Regions from separate parts of the Mus musculus genome. Here regions 1 and 3 are each linked to region 2. Evidence: chromatin contacts called from public Hi-C and promoter capture Hi-C data. All regions are on one chromosome and are shown on one strand. Each heading gives the region's core, a stretch centred on a gene start, on an enhancer-like site or on the middle of the called end of the contact. The rest is flanking DNA. Distances are from core to core; before and after follow the strand shown. Region 1 holds the start of Csrnp1 (cysteine-serine-rich nuclear protein 1). Region 2 holds the start of Cmtm7 (CKLF-like MARVEL transmembrane domain containing 7). Region 3 holds the start of Rpsa (ribosomal protein SA).

What was found. Promoter capture Hi-C pulls out the DNA fragments that hold promoters and counts their contacts. A called contact is a pair of places that touch in the nucleus more often than the background predicts.
Region 1: a contact with region 2 is called in a promoter capture Hi-C map of the C10 cell line, with 10 times the contacts expected there. The contact joins the promoter of Csrnp1 here to the promoter of Cmtm7 in region 2.
Region 3: a contact with region 2 is called in a Hi-C map of the G1E-ER4 cell line, with 5 times the contacts expected there. The contact joins the promoter of Rpsa here to the promoter of Cmtm7 in region 2. A contact is called at or near these places in 1 of 39 promoter capture datasets (cranial neural crest) and 1 of 484 Hi-C or Micro-C datasets (the G1E-ER4 cell line).

The regions. Positions count from the first base shown.
Region 1 is chr9:119,982,130-119,986,612 of GRCm38.p6, reverse strand. It overlaps Csrnp1 (cysteine-serine-rich nuclear protein 1), which reads left to right and starts at 2,834. Exons shown (of 5, transcript NM_001357562.1): 1 at 2,834-2,994. Gm33800 (a long non-coding RNA gene) reads right to left here and starts at 2,768. Exons shown (of 4, transcript XR_871355.3): 1 at 1-2,768.
Region 2 is chr9:114,779,664-114,784,418 of GRCm38.p6, reverse strand. Cmtm7 (CKLF-like MARVEL transmembrane domain containing 7) reads left to right here and starts at 2,426. Exons shown (of 5, transcript NM_133978.2): 1 at 2,426-2,751. The coding sequence starts at 2,617. Gm9888 (a long non-coding RNA gene) reads right to left here. Exons shown (of 3, transcript XR_003948087.1): 2 at 4,108-4,328; 3 at 2,747-3,121.
Region 3 is chr9:120,125,101-120,130,010 of GRCm38.p6, reverse strand. It overlaps Rpsa (ribosomal protein SA), which reads right to left and starts at 2,245. Exons shown (of 7, transcript NM_011029.4): 1 at 2,181-2,245; 2 at 1,389-1,554; 3 at 735-853. The coding sequence starts at 1,521. It overlaps LOC115485682 (a small nucleolar RNA gene), which reads right to left and starts at 1,231; the gene lies at 1,076-1,231. It overlaps Gm26448 (a small nucleolar RNA gene), which reads right to left and starts at 660; the gene lies at 458-660. It also overlaps a transcript of Slc25a38 not described here.

The sequences.
Region 1 (4,483 bases), core at 1,585-4,084, 5.2 Mb before region 2:
TGGATGGGTGGGTGGTCCTTAGTACTTACAGGTCTCCAAGTATTCAGAATTCCCTGAGGATTGAGAATATGGGGGTGTTTTTGCCAGAGAGAGAGAGACTCTGTGTGTGTGTGTGTGTGCGCGTGCGCCATATTTACAGATGAGTGCTCCACACCCGACCCTGCCTGCCTTGGAACAGATACTTCATTCCCCACCAACAGGAAGAGTTCAGATGAGATCCCTGAGGGAGATGTTTCCCATCACCAGCAACATCTGGGCAACATCTGGTGAGCTATCCCAGGACAGGGAGAAGCTTTTCTGCAGAAATACATCACTTATTTGATTATATTTCCCCTTTAATCTCCTCCTCCTCCTGCTCACCAGGCTCCCTCGCCCGTCAGGTTCCCCTCTCTCAGCCCCCAGTACAGACCTTGCCAAGCCCCTGCCCTGGTTTTCAGCCTTGTCTGGTTTCCTGGATACAGAGCCTAGCAGGATGCAAGCCTAGGTAGCTCCAGAGAACCTCATTAACTCCAGAGTCCAGCCCTGCTCAGCTCCCTCATCAGCATCTTGCAGAATCGGAGGCAAAGAATGTTGCAGCTGGATGGGCTCGCTGGTCCAATGCTCCCATTTTATGCATTGGAAGCAGGAGCTGGAAAAACATTGCTGTAGGCCTCATCTGAGCCCTGCTTCTGGGCTGGAGAGGTAGCTCGGTCTATAGAGCGCTTGCCTAACATCCACAAAGTCCTGGGTTCTATCCACAGCACTATATAAAAAAATCTAGCCAGGCGTGGTGGTGCACGCCTTTAATCCCAGCACTCGGGAGGCAGAGGCAGGCGGATTTCTGAGTTCGAGGCCAGCCTGGTCTACAAAGTGAGTTCCAGGACAGCAAGGGGTATACAGAGAAACCCTGTCTCGAAAAACCAAAACCCAAAAAAAAAAAAAAAAATCTATGAAGGCCAGTCTGGGGTACATGAGACCCAGTCTCTAAAACCCCTCTGCTGGTGAAGGAGGAAGAGCGGTGGTGTCAAGATTGTTGGGTCATCAAGAACGGTAAATCTGCAGGCAAAGGAAGCAAGGGCTGAATCTGGTGGTAGGGAAATGTGGGGCCTGGAGGGACAGCCCTGAAATCTATGTCACCTCCATAGACGACGGATGCGCAGTTCGCTGGTGTGTGGTGTTCTGTTGTTGTTGGTTTGGTTTTTTTGTTTGTTTTTGTTTTTTTGAGATACGTAGCCCTGGCTTTCTTGGAAGTCACTATGTAGACCTTGAACTCACAGAGATCCCCCTGCCTCTGCCTCTTGAGTGTTGGGATTAAAAGTGTGCAACACCATGCCAGGTCATGTTTTGTTTTCGAGTTTCTCTGTGTAGCCCTGGCCGTCCTGGAACTTGCTCTGTAGACCAGGCTGCCCGGAACTCAGGTTCCCCAGCCTCTGCCTCCTGAATGCTGGAGTTAAAGGCCTGCACCACCACGGATCTGCCATGTTTTGTTCTCAAAATGGGGTTTAAACTTAGAGCTTTTCACATGCTGAGAAAGTGCCCTACCATTGAGCTACATGCTTCTTCAGCTAGCCCTGTAGACTATTTCCTGAGCAGACTCAGCCACCCGGCAGCTTCTGTGTACCAAAGCTGTGTGTTGAGGATCTCAGACCCCAGATTACCACAGATAAAGGGCAGGCTGACTCCCCCACCCCCACTCTGCTTGTCCTCTGTACACATGTACATCCAGGACTGAAGACTGAAGAAAGGGCCCGTCATCCTCCCCACCCTCGGTGCCATTTAGGCAGGACAGAAGGTCACCTCCCTACTACACCCGGGGGAGGGGAGAATGGAATCCTGAGGGTTGGACTAGCCACTGACAGCATTCATCTAGGACAGTCAGAAGAACCCAGAATGCAGCGGGAGCGGGGCTGGGAGGGGGAGGGTCGAGCTTCCACGAAGGCTTCCAGGAGGAGGAGGCAGTCCTTGCTGAGCCATCCTAGACGTTGTTGGGATTCCCTCAGGTGAGCAGAGTGAGGGTGAAACGTTCCAGGCGGTGCAGTCAGAACGGGAGAGAAAAGCGCTCTAGGTACTGGGTCGAACTGGCCCTGCCGTGGGCTGACGAGGACTCGGGTGGGCTCCTGAGAGAGAAGTTGACTGCTAGAACACACTTTCTTCTGCCTAGTAGTACAGGGAGTTGGCTGCGAGCCTAAGGAAGGTCTTGGCGGGAGCAGAGGAGGCAGCAATCCGCTGTAAGTAGCCAGGGTCCGGCCTAGGAGAAACCAGATTCTTTTTTTTTTTTTTTTTAAGGAGGGATGGGGGTGGGGAAGCTGGTTCCAGCAATCTCTACTTTAGGTATTGTTCGGAGTAAGGGCTCTGGCCCGAGGGCAGAGGTGAAGGCCAGGCCCTAGGATGACCTTTTCTTCTCTCCTCATCCCTGGCTGGTCTCCAGTCTGAGCTAACTTTCTGCGGGATCTGGGAAAAAGAGGTGGGGTGAGGGCCGGGGAAGGGTCCTCAGATTGAATTGATAATAATCTGCCCTGGGCGGGTGGAGGCAGGGGAGGAGCTTCCATCGCTCGCAGCCTCAGTCTACCCAGTCTGCAGCTCGGGACTGCTCGGCGTGGAGAAGCGGGCATCTCTAGGACCCGGCTCTGCACGAAGCTCGGCTCCGCGATCTTAGGAGCCGAGCGCGGAGCAGCGGCGTCGCGGCCCGGTCACAGTCCGCGGGGAGGCTCGAGGCGGGGGAGGGGGCGGTGCCTCCGGGGCGGGGCCGAAGGCTGCGGGCTGCGGGGCGGCCTGGCGGGAGGCCCGGCGTGCGTCAGCGCCGTGAGCCCCGGAGTTTTCCACTGACGAGGAGGGCGGAGCCGCGGGCGGGGCCGGGGCTGAGCCAGTCTCTCCCGCCGCCGCCGGACGCGCAGACCTGGGCCGGCTGCACCGACGGCCGCCCGGCCGAGCGCACTGCGGGTCGCTGTGTGCGCTGCGACCCTGGGGCCGGCACACGAGTGGCTTCGGTGAACTGGGCGAGCCCTGCTAGCTTAGGTGAGTGCCACGGTTCCTGAACGCGGCGGGATGGGAAATGGGGCAGGGGGCGTCTCGGGTGAGTGGCGCTGTCACTCCAGCTCCCCGCTGATCTCCCTTGGGTCCTCCGGAGGGGACGCCGGGATCCGGCCTCCGAGCCCGACTGGAGATCTGGCGCCTGGAGTGAGAGCCCACGGCTGCGAGGTGGCGGGGGGGGGGCAGGCTTCCCCTCCCCCGCCTCGTTGTGGTTACCCCAGATGTCCAGGCGCCCCAAAGCCGGGCGCAGGTGGCAGTGGGACGGGGCGCGCGTGCCCGCGGGTGAGTTTCCTTTTGACCTAGTTGCCTGAGAACTTTTCAGAAGTTACTCGCGTGGCCGGGGCAGGTGACATTGGTCGTCTTCCTCCTCGGGCTCCCTAGGGGGAGGGTGCCCGAGCTGCGGCGTGTGCCGGGCGCCCTCGGCAGGCGGGGGTCAGGGAGGGTTTGGAGGGATGAGTGAGGAATGAGCGAGGCTTGGTGAGTCACGGACCCCGGGAGGGAGGCGGGGGGGAGAAGGATTGTGTCGTATGTTCACCTGTCACCGTCACACTCAGAGGCCACTGCCGTGAGTCACCGGGGCGCAGCTACACCGACCACCCGCGGGCACACGTAGGCTCTCTCCCACGCACCTCTACTCCCTCTTCTGCATGCATTTCCTCTCCTTCCTCAGTTTCCCCTTCCCGGAGGTCCTTTCGCCTTCATGTACTGTAGAAAAGCCTACACCACAGCAACGGCCACACACTTAGTCACTCGGGTTGCCGATACAGTCACTCCCAGATGTAGCCCACCTTCCTGACAACAGAGAATTCCTCCCTCCTCTCTAGCTACCCACCCAACATCTCTGGACCGAAGTCTCAGCCTTCTGCAGAGAGTAAGTCAATACTCTCTGCCCCCAAATCTTTGACAGCCCCGCCCACATCTCCCGAGCTGTCACCAAATCCACCCCCTTTTCTCCTTTGCGCTTGTCCTGTCAGTTCACCTGGCCCTACCCTGTGTCCTACGGGTCACACCCTCTCTGGCTCAGGCGCTGAGCCATCTTTCAACCATGCAAATCTAGAATTGTCAGTCCTTACTTACGCACTTGGGTGGCTTCCTGTGCCCTCGGGCTAACACAGGCCCTCTTAGTTGCATCGCCACCAGAAGGCGCACTGGCTGTCCTTGCTCCAGTCCCTGTACCATGCAGTGTGACCCCCCCCCCCCAATCTGGAACTCTGCCAACATCCCTCCTTCAGAGGAGCCTGCCTCGTCCCCAGTTCTACCCTTCTTGCCTATCCTGTATAACTCCTACTTGAGAGGTGTTAGTTGTAGGTGCTTTACCTGTGTGCCCAATGCCTGTCATAGTGTTTGGCCTTTAGGAAGCTTAGCCAGGATTAGATTGATGAATGAATGAATGAATGTGAAAAACTGGCTTAAGGTGGAGGAAGGGGTGACTGTCAAGTGCAGTTTTCCCTGGGTAGAACTGAGTATTTTATAC
Region 2 (4,755 bases), core at 1,177-3,676:
TTTTTTTTTTAATGTAGTGGGAAAAAGTCAAAGAAAATAACATGTAATGCCAAGGTATAAGCACATGTGTGTGTGCACGATGCACACACGTGTCCACTGCACACGTGTGCACACAGGAAGAGCTAACCTAGAAAGGACTCATGTTGAGGTGACGTCTCGTCGAGTTAAAGTGCTCCCTGCACAAACTTGAGGACCTGAGCTCTGATCCTTGCACCCACACAGAAAGCTGGGTGAGGCAGCAGGGCCTGCAACCCCTGCACTGCAGAGGCAGAGACAGGAGAATCCCTGAGACTTGCTGCCCAGTCTAGCCTTCTTGACGAGCCCTGTTAGAAATGAAATCTAGCTGTTCATTTTCAAAGATGCCTGGAGCCAGTTTAGGTCCTGCTACAAAATAATAATAATAATAATTTATAAATAAATAATTTTTAAAAATCAGGCTCCTGCTAATGCCTGCTGGTCTAGCTGTCACCTGCAACCAAACCCTGCTCAGTTACCCACCCACCCTCTCCTGCCCAAACTAGAAGTTTAGAGTAGAAAATTGCTCACAGCCAAGCTTGCCTGCACAGCCTTGAGTCTGACAACTTTAAAATAAACAACATACAGATGGTGCACACCTTTAATCCCAGCACTCGGAGGCAGAGGCATGTGGATCTCTGTGAGTTCAAGGCCAGGTTGGTCTTCCTACCGAGTTCCAGGACAGCCAGGGATACTTAGTGAGACCGTGTCTCAAAGGCAAGTACACAAAAAGTGACCTGTAAGCAGGACACTGTCATGGGCAGGGAAGGTTTGATACATCTGATACGGTTGATGCTGTAAGCTGGGACCTATGCAAAGGTAGGTACTTAGAATACATGAGAGAAGAGGAGACTGTGGGGTTTTTGGCGTTATAAGGGGTAACCATTTTGGCTGAGCATATTAGCAAAATGTATAGTCTGATCTCTGGCCATTTTAACTTTTGATGAGGCTTCAATCTTGTTGACTATCAAAACAAAAAAGTCTTCCTTGGACTGGAGAGATGACTCATTGAATGATTAAGAGCACCAGCTGCTCTTCCAGAGAACCCAAGTTCAATTCCCAGCCTGCACATGGCAACTTAAAACTGTAACTCCAGCTTTGTAATTTCTTCTGGCTTCTGCAGGCACCCGGCACACACATGGCGCACAGAGCTAGATGTGGGCAGAACACCCATACACATAAAATAAATTCACTAAGTTAAAAAAAAAATCAAAGAATCTATTTAAAAAAAAAAGTCTTAGGCAGTAGTGGCACACGCTTTTAACCCCAGTACTGGGGAGGCAGAGGCAGACAGATCTCTGAGTTTGAGGCCAGCCTGGATTCCAGAGTGAGTTCCAGGACAGCCAGTAATATACAGAGAAACCCTGCGTGTGGGCAGGGAGCATAAATTAGGACTAACCTGGTGTTGTTTGACTTCTAACACTGAGACAAACAAACTTCTATTCACCCCAGGTCCAATAACAGACCAGGAAAAGAAAAGTAAACATTCCATCATGAGACAAAAGAATCTCTCCTCTTTTCTTAGGCTGCTTTTATCAGACATTTTCTATGTCCTGAGATAGACGAATCTCTCTTCACCGAAGAGTAAGGTAGACAGAGTGACAGAGCAGGACACTAGACATCCTCCACTGGCCTCTGTATACACACACACACACACACACACACACACACACACACATACATACTTAAAAAGATGTACTGCGATGCTGAGAGTGGTGTCCTGATTAGCTTTAACTGTCGACTTTGACAGTGCCTAGAGTCACCTCGGTTGGGTATGGTATCATTCCAGCACCCGGGAAGCAGAGGCAAGGAGAATACCTGCGAGTTTGAGGCTAGCTGGGTTTATACAGGAGTTCCAGGTTAGCCAGTGGTACACACTGAGAGCCTGGCTTGTTTGTTTGTTTTGTTTGTTTTTGAGGCAGGATCTCTCTGTGTAGTCCTGGCTGTCCTGGGGCTCACTATGTAGACTAGGTTGACCTCGAACTCACAGAGATCCTCCTGCCTCTGCCTTCCTAGTGCTGGAATTAAAAATAAGTGCTACCCAACTCTGGCAAGAGAGAGTATGTTTTTAGAAAGAAAGAAAAAAAGGCAAAAATAACAACAACAAAAAAAAATAATAAGAAAGAAAGCAGAATGGTGGGAGGGTGGGGGAGGAAGGTCCTGAGGCGATGGACCTGTTTTTATTGCTGTAGGTGATGGTGGCACAGGTGCGTGCCCCGTGCACACACACAGAAGCAGAAATGAACAGCGCAGCACGGTATGCTCAGGGCATTTCCCCCTACTCGTGTCAGTACCTAGTAGCAGCCGCACCCACACAAAAAATCCCTGGAGGCTCATCACCAGCTGTGACCTGGGCGGTGCGCTCCTGGGAGAGGCCAGGGCCCCAGGCGTCCGGTTTCCTGCCCACGCCAGTCCAACTTCCGCGTGTCTAGAGGGCAGGGGCTTGCGGGGCATCTGCTCCCGAGTCCTCTCCGGGTCCGGCCGCAGCTGGGAAGAGGGAGCCGTGCGCCCCGCCCCTGAGGCTCCGCCCCGTCCCGTCCCAGCTTCACCGGCCAGAGGTCCCCGGGCCTCGGAGGCGGCCAGCCCGGGCTGGGTCGCGCGATGTCTCATGGATCGGGGCTCGTCCGGACCACGTGCAGCAGCGGCGGCGCGCTGGGGCCAGGCCAGCCCTCGGAGGGACTGCTGGACCGGGTGTACCCGCTCACCCACGGCGCCCTGTTCAAAGTGGCGCAGATGGTAAGAAGAGTGGAGTGGAACCTGGGGACCCGTACACGGGGCTGCACCTGGCCCGGACCTTGGGAGCACCGCGCGCCCCTTTGATGCCCCAGTGTCCCCCTAGAAAGTTCCGGGAACAGCCGACAGGATCCCTGGCCCCCTCACTTCTCCAGCTGCCTCCCTACCGGGCCCAGCTCACTTCCCCACCGAAACCCGGGGTGCGAGTTCCTCCTCGTCTTCCTTCCTCTTCTCCAGGCCGCACGTCTCGCACCCGGGCTGGGGGAGGGAGAGTCTCCTGCTATCCCCTGCCATCTCCAGGCCGCGCACGGGCTCCCGCCCGAGAGGGTAGAGCTCGGCGACAAGAGGGCTCGGCTTGACTTTCGAATCTCTGCTGGGGATCGGGAGAAGCGCCGCCTTTCAGACCATCGCCAGGTCCCCTGCGCCCTGTCAGCCTTCCGAGGCGCCTCAGAAGGCAGAACTAGTTAACTAGGTTAACTAGGCAGGCTTGTGGCTAGGGGGCTTCTGGTGCTCGCTTGGAGCCAGGCAGGGCAAGGCGAGCAGCCGGCTGTTACTGTGACCAGAGCTGCACAAAAGCTTCTGGCCCGACCAGAAGTTTACCAGGCCTGATCCTGTTCGCTCTCTACCCACCCTTCTTTTTTCCCTCCCGTTTTTGTTTTTCAACCTCTGTGCAAATGTCTCGTCTACAATACCTTTTCTGTTTGTGTGGTGTGTTTTGAAACTGGGCTGGGCCGTTTGAATTCCCTACTTATCATGGGTGGAGAGGGGAGTGGTGGTTTGTAGAAAGCTGCGGAGAGATGTAGGGACCCCAGTGCAAGGTCACAGACCCGGAAGCTGGGACCTGCCAGCGAAGCTGGAGCAGCCTCCCCCCTCCCCGACCCCCCCCCCCCGGGGCTGGTACAGGGCCAGAGCTTTGTGCCTTCCATAACCGTTATTTTGGATGCCTAGAGTGTAGAAAGGTGGGAGGAAGACGTTCCGCCTCTCCTGAGAAGGGTGCCTAAATGGACCAAGATTGGGACACAGGCAGTTTTAATACGGAACTAAAAAGGTCTGGTGCTAAGCAGTCTTGGATTTGAGTGGATGGTGTGTGGGACCCAGGCTAAGGGCTTTGATCAGCCAAATAAAAGCCCGAGAGGCCACCTCTTTGATCATTAAAGGATGGTTGGAGTCAAAGAGACTTTACAGTCTTACGCCCATGCGAAGACGAGGGCCGCGGCAGAGATTTGGATCAGGCCTCTGCCTTGATCCATAAGGGAAGCCGATGGGAAGGGAATGCCCTTGCTGGGCCGTGACTTGGGTGCACAAAATTAATGGCGATGAGAATGCTGGTCCGTGAGACTGAGGAGCAGGGATACTTACTGTGTGCTTTGGATGACAGTGATACAGAGCTTGTCCAAAATCAGTGAGTGTGGATTTTAACCATGACGTCATGGGCCCGCCGCCTCTCTGCATGCTCCAGTTAAAACCCCGTAGAAAGATGACCAAGTCCTGGGAGTGAGGCTGCCTGCTTGGCCCTGGCTGGCTCCTGCTCTGCCCCGCAACTCTGACTGGGATCTCCACTGTCAGAATCCTCTGCTTATCTGTTGAGGGTAAACAGAAGCAGATGCGCTGTGAGCGCCCTTCGGGGGGGTCACAATCCCAATTTGCCCGTGGCTCAGTGACATACAGACCTCTGGTTCTGTGAAGTGTTTTTAGCTTGTTCTGACCAAGAGAATTTTCAACATATTACCTTAAGAACCAGAAAGGCTGGGGTTGGGAAGATGGCTCAGTGGTTAAGACTCTGTACTGCCATTCCAGAGGTCCCGAGTTCAATTCCCAGCACCCACTTCAGGTGGCTCTATAACTCCAGGGAGATTTGATGCCTTTGACTCCCTCTGGCACCTGCATTCACATGCACCCACTCACACACAGATATACGTACATAATTTAAAAACTAAGGACGGCCAAGGCCAAAGCCGGGGCTGTAGCTCCATTGGTAGAGTGCTGGATCAGAAGAGCCCCGTGCCC
Region 3 (4,910 bases), core at 996-3,495, 5.3 Mb before region 2:
AAGCACATTCTTAGGCTAACTGTAACACCTGCATGATGCCTTAGTGTGAGGCACCTGACTCAAGTTTCTCACATGCCCAAGCCCCCCAAAGGACAGTTACAGGTACTCAGCAAACACCTGACAAATTTATCCGAACACAGAGCAAGCTCATCACCCCCCCTCCTCTGTTTGTGGATAGTTCTTTAGTTAATTTAGGAGTGGTTATCCTGCAATGTACAAAAGTATATCACCCCCACACATGGTGGTTTGGTATTGGATCTCCTTGAACAGAACTATGGATGGTTTTAAGCCACCACGTACCAAAACTATCTCAACAGTTCATATCTCATTGTTTTATCAACTGATATACATGTTAACAAAGACTTAACTTGGCTATTTTGTTTGTGTCTGACGTTGCCTTTCCCTTAAGTCAGCACCAATTTCCTCTAACACAAAGCTCTGTTTGCCACCGAGTCAGCACTGTTTCCTGCATGGTTTGCCTCCTCAGTCACTGTCCACAGGACTCTGAGAAGTCGTAGGAATATGCAGGCGCGGGCACAAAGCCCAGCTTCATCTCCAACGCCGTGGAAAGGGACTGTACGTCACTGGGCAAGGCCTATGCTCCCCTATGCCACTAGGACAGAGCCCAGGGAGAGTGACCTCCTGGGTTGTCCACGTTGGATACTTTGCTTTGTATGCCCAATGTACTCTATCGATTACTGACCCCCAAACAAAAGCACATGCATGCCACAAACCTGGCCAGTGTTCCTGGAGGAGATGACGCTGACGTCAGCAGGATTCTCGATGGCAACAATAGCTCGAGCTGCGAGCAACAGCTTCTCCCAGGTCCTCTTCAGGTTTATGATGTAGATACCTAGGCCAGCAAACGGAACTCTCTGAGGAGCTTCCCAAGGCAGGAAGTCTGGCAGTCACTCTGCAGACCTGGCTGATCAGACTCCTGACTGCCTCCTAAACACTAGGATTAAAGGGTGTGAAACCACCACACCCAGCAACAAGTAGTTTAAAGTGGGTGTCCCAGACAGGCTTGCTAGCCTCATAGCCTTGTGAATGGACACTGTGGGAAGGTAAGGCATACGCATGTGGCAGTGACCACTACCAAACTCCAGTCATAGAGGCAAGCTCTACTGGTGTTAGCGAAAATCCTGCCATAAATTCAATGTAGCACACTTCCGACACTCAGAAGTTCACTGGCCAAGACTGGCCTCCACTCTGAGCTTTAATAGTGTGCAGGGTCAGTCAGTCCTCCATGACCTCTGGCCCCTTCCCACACATCCTCTTAGTTACATCACAAGCCAGAGTAGCACTCCAACACCAACCATTCAGTTACCAGGCACTATACCCATTAGAGCACCATAGTCAGGAACTGACTATCACAGGTGGCAACTGACCGTCACTTTTCCTTTTGTAGATGTACTGCTCCATCTGAAAGTCAAGGTTGGTGCCACCTAAGTGGGTTCCCGCAGCAAGGAATTTGAGGACATCCTCCTCCTTCATCTGCAGGACGTCAAGGGCTCCGGACATTGTGTAAGTTTCCCTTTAAGTTACGATGGGAATCTAAAAAAGGAATAAAATTCATCTTTTTTCTTCTGACACTAGAACTCACAAGATTGCCCTGCCTCCTGAGAGGGGGACTAAAGGCGTATGCCACTAGGCGCAGCACATCATCTGAGCTGAAATGGGTTGTGTTCTTATTCCTCCTTGCCTTTCGATTTTTCTGGCCACCTAGTCACTAAGGAAAGTGACTTTGTCAGCAGAGCACATATAGAAAAACTGGACAGTTGAAGTTAGCGCCTCCGCAGGCACACTGACTACAGGATAGCTACTTAAGTATAGCTGCTTCTTTGCACCGAGAGTTGCGCAAAGGCGGCCATGATCGGGGTGCTTCGGGAGTTGTATTTCGAGACTGGCCGGCAGTTCCCGTCCCATCTCCATGCGCCTCACAAGCACTTTTCCCAGCATCTTGCCGACAGGGCCCTCGAGCGTGGCGCGAACCGCAGAAGGGCCCCGCAGTGGCGCCCGCCCCACCTAACTGCGGGCCAGCACGTGGCGCTGCCGCCAGGAGCCAAGCCGCCCCGGCACACGCAGCCTCGGCGCCCTCCGCGCCCACCCATGGCGCGGGAAGCTAGTAAGCGCGCGTCCCGCGGCGTCCGGAGACGCCGAGGGCTCCACGTGAGACTCACCAAGAACAACGCCGTATGGACCCGTCCCCGGGTAGCGCGAAAGGACGGGCGGCCGGAAATGACGTCCTTAAATAACCCACAGCCAGCCAATGGCAAAGCAGGCTAAGCAAAAAGGGAGAACTTCCGCTCCGGAAAAAGCCTCTGGCGCACGCGCAGATTCAGTGAGTGGGCCCGCTGTAGCGCGCGCGGAGCGGAAGTTAAAGTGGCCCGCGCCTGCGCGGCTGCAGTCGCTGCACAGACCCCAGGCCGGAAGTAGCTGGGGCGAGGGGGGGGAGTGGGGGGGGGGGAGCGAGCGTGGAAAGTCCGTAGCTTTTGGTCCGCTGAGTGACGAATAGGCTTCAAGCTGGGCCACCTATGTCAGGATTAACTCCAGGAGCACACACCCGCCTGCCCCTCTGGTACTGGCTCCTTCCTACATTTGAGAACTACAAAATAGTAGTTACCCAGTAAGATATTACAAAAGTGTTGAAGGGAGCAGGGAGAAATTTGGATGCGTCATCTATTTACAAAGCGTTTATTACTGTATTCCATGTCTCAAGTAATCTAGAGATGACTTGGAGTCTGTGGGAGGGTTGTGGTTATTAGAAAATACCAGACTATTTTTGTTTTGTTTTGTTTTTCGAGACAGGGTTTCTCTGTACAGCCCTGGCTGTCCCGGAACTCACTTTATTGACCAGGCTGGCCTCGAACTCAGAAATCCGCCCGCCTCTGCCTCCGGAGTGCCGGGGCTAAATAAAGGCGTGTGCCACCACGCCCAGCTCAGACCATTTTATATTAGGGACTTGAGCATCTATGGGTTTGGCATCCATAGGTGGTTCTGGAACAAATCCCACAGATACTGAAGGATAACCATATATGCATACAACAAAAATAATAGATCAAAAACCCAGAGGAGTGTGGGTGCAGCTCCGTGGTAGAGTACTAACATCGAAAGGCTCTGGGTTTCTTCAGTTCTTGCTGGGGCAAGAGGACCATGAATTTGAAGCTATAGTCATACTCTGTCTCAAAAATAAATATAAAACGGTAAAACTAAAAAGAACAAAGCATTTAACTTGCCACATCGTGAATGTGTATCAAGATATCTTGTTAAGTAAAACAGAATATTCTAAAATCTATTAAGTGGTATGTTCAGGTCAGGTAGTGGTGGCCTATGCCTGTAATCCTAGCCAGCACTCAGGAGACAGAGGCAAGCAGATCTCTACGAGTTGAAAGCTAGTCTAATCTACAAAAATGAGTTCCAGGACAGCCAAAGCTACACAGAGAAACCCTGTCTTTAAAAAAAAGAAAAAATAGAGTGGCCTAGCTCCCTGCGGCTGTCCTTGGTCACGCTTGGTACCAGGCTGAAGCAGTCAAGATGACCTTATTTCAGCTTAGAAGTGAGCACTGGGTTCATATACTTGTCCCTGTAGGATTTGTCTTTGGGTATTATCTAGACAGAAAGGATGGTGAAAAGCTAACTGCTGCTGGGCCGTGGTATTGCACGCCTTTAATCCTAGCACTTAGGAGGCAGGAGCAGGCAGATTTCTGAGTTCGAGGCCAGCCTGGTTTACAGAGTGAATTCCAGGACACCCAGGACTACACATAGAAACCCTGTCTCGAAAAAAAACCAAAACAACAAAAAAAAGCTAACTGCCTTCAGGAATAAGAGCATGCTATTTCAAAGGGAACTAAGGCCCAATGAAGTTACTTGCAAGTAAAAACTGGTTAAATGACAGAATGTTCACATTTTAAAAGTTATTGGAGAAATAAAAGCATTTATTATTTAATTAGAAAAAAATGACAATAGAAAGTGAGTGGTAGGTCTGGGAATGAAGATTATAAGTAGGTATAAGAGCTTACTGGAGGTCGGGGGTGGAAATGTTCTAAAACTAGTTTATAGGGTCATGGCTGCACTTTTAAACAGGGTCTCACAAGTGGAGGATGACTGAGCTTCCAGCTCTTCTGCCTCTGACTCCCAGTGAGGGAATGCCAAGCCTGAGGACCGGTGTTCCTGTTTGCTCTATTGCTAATGCAAATGAACCCACCAGAACCTTGCATGAATTAGCATGACACTCAGCCGAACATCCAGCCCCAAACCACCAAGCAGTGGGCTTCAAGCAAGTAGGAAGCCTCTTTGAATTCATAATCTCAAGGCACTTTTGTTTTTCCTTCAGTTTTTGAGACATGGTTTTCTCTGTGTAGCCCTAGCTGTCCTAGAACTTGCTCTGTCTAACAGGCTAGCCTTGAACTCAGAGATCTTCCTACCTCTGCCTGCTGGGTGCTGGGATTAAAGGCGTGTGCCACCATGCTCAGTTTCCAAAGCTGTTTTTAAAAGTTAAGTTTTCCCAAAAAAAAAAAAAAGGACTTACTTGGCAGGTGAAAACTTAAGTCACCTTAGAGCTGCTTTGCTAGTCTCAGGGAGTAAGACATACTAGTAAGGCTTACCAACCAGAACTTTTTTATATGTATAAATAAATCCAGGGCTTGATCGGGTAGCCCTCCCTGGCTGACCTGTAACTCTTGAGTCCTACCTGCCTATCTCTCAAGTGCTGGGATTAATGGTCTGTTCCTATTTATTTTTTTTTTTTCCATTTTTTATTAGGTATTTAACTCATTTACATTTCCAATGCTATACCAAAAGTCCCCCATATCCACCCACCCCCACTCCCCTGCCCACCCACTCCCCCTTTTTGGCCCTGGAATTCCCCTGTACTGGGGCATATAAAGTTTGCAAGTCCAATGGGCCTCTCT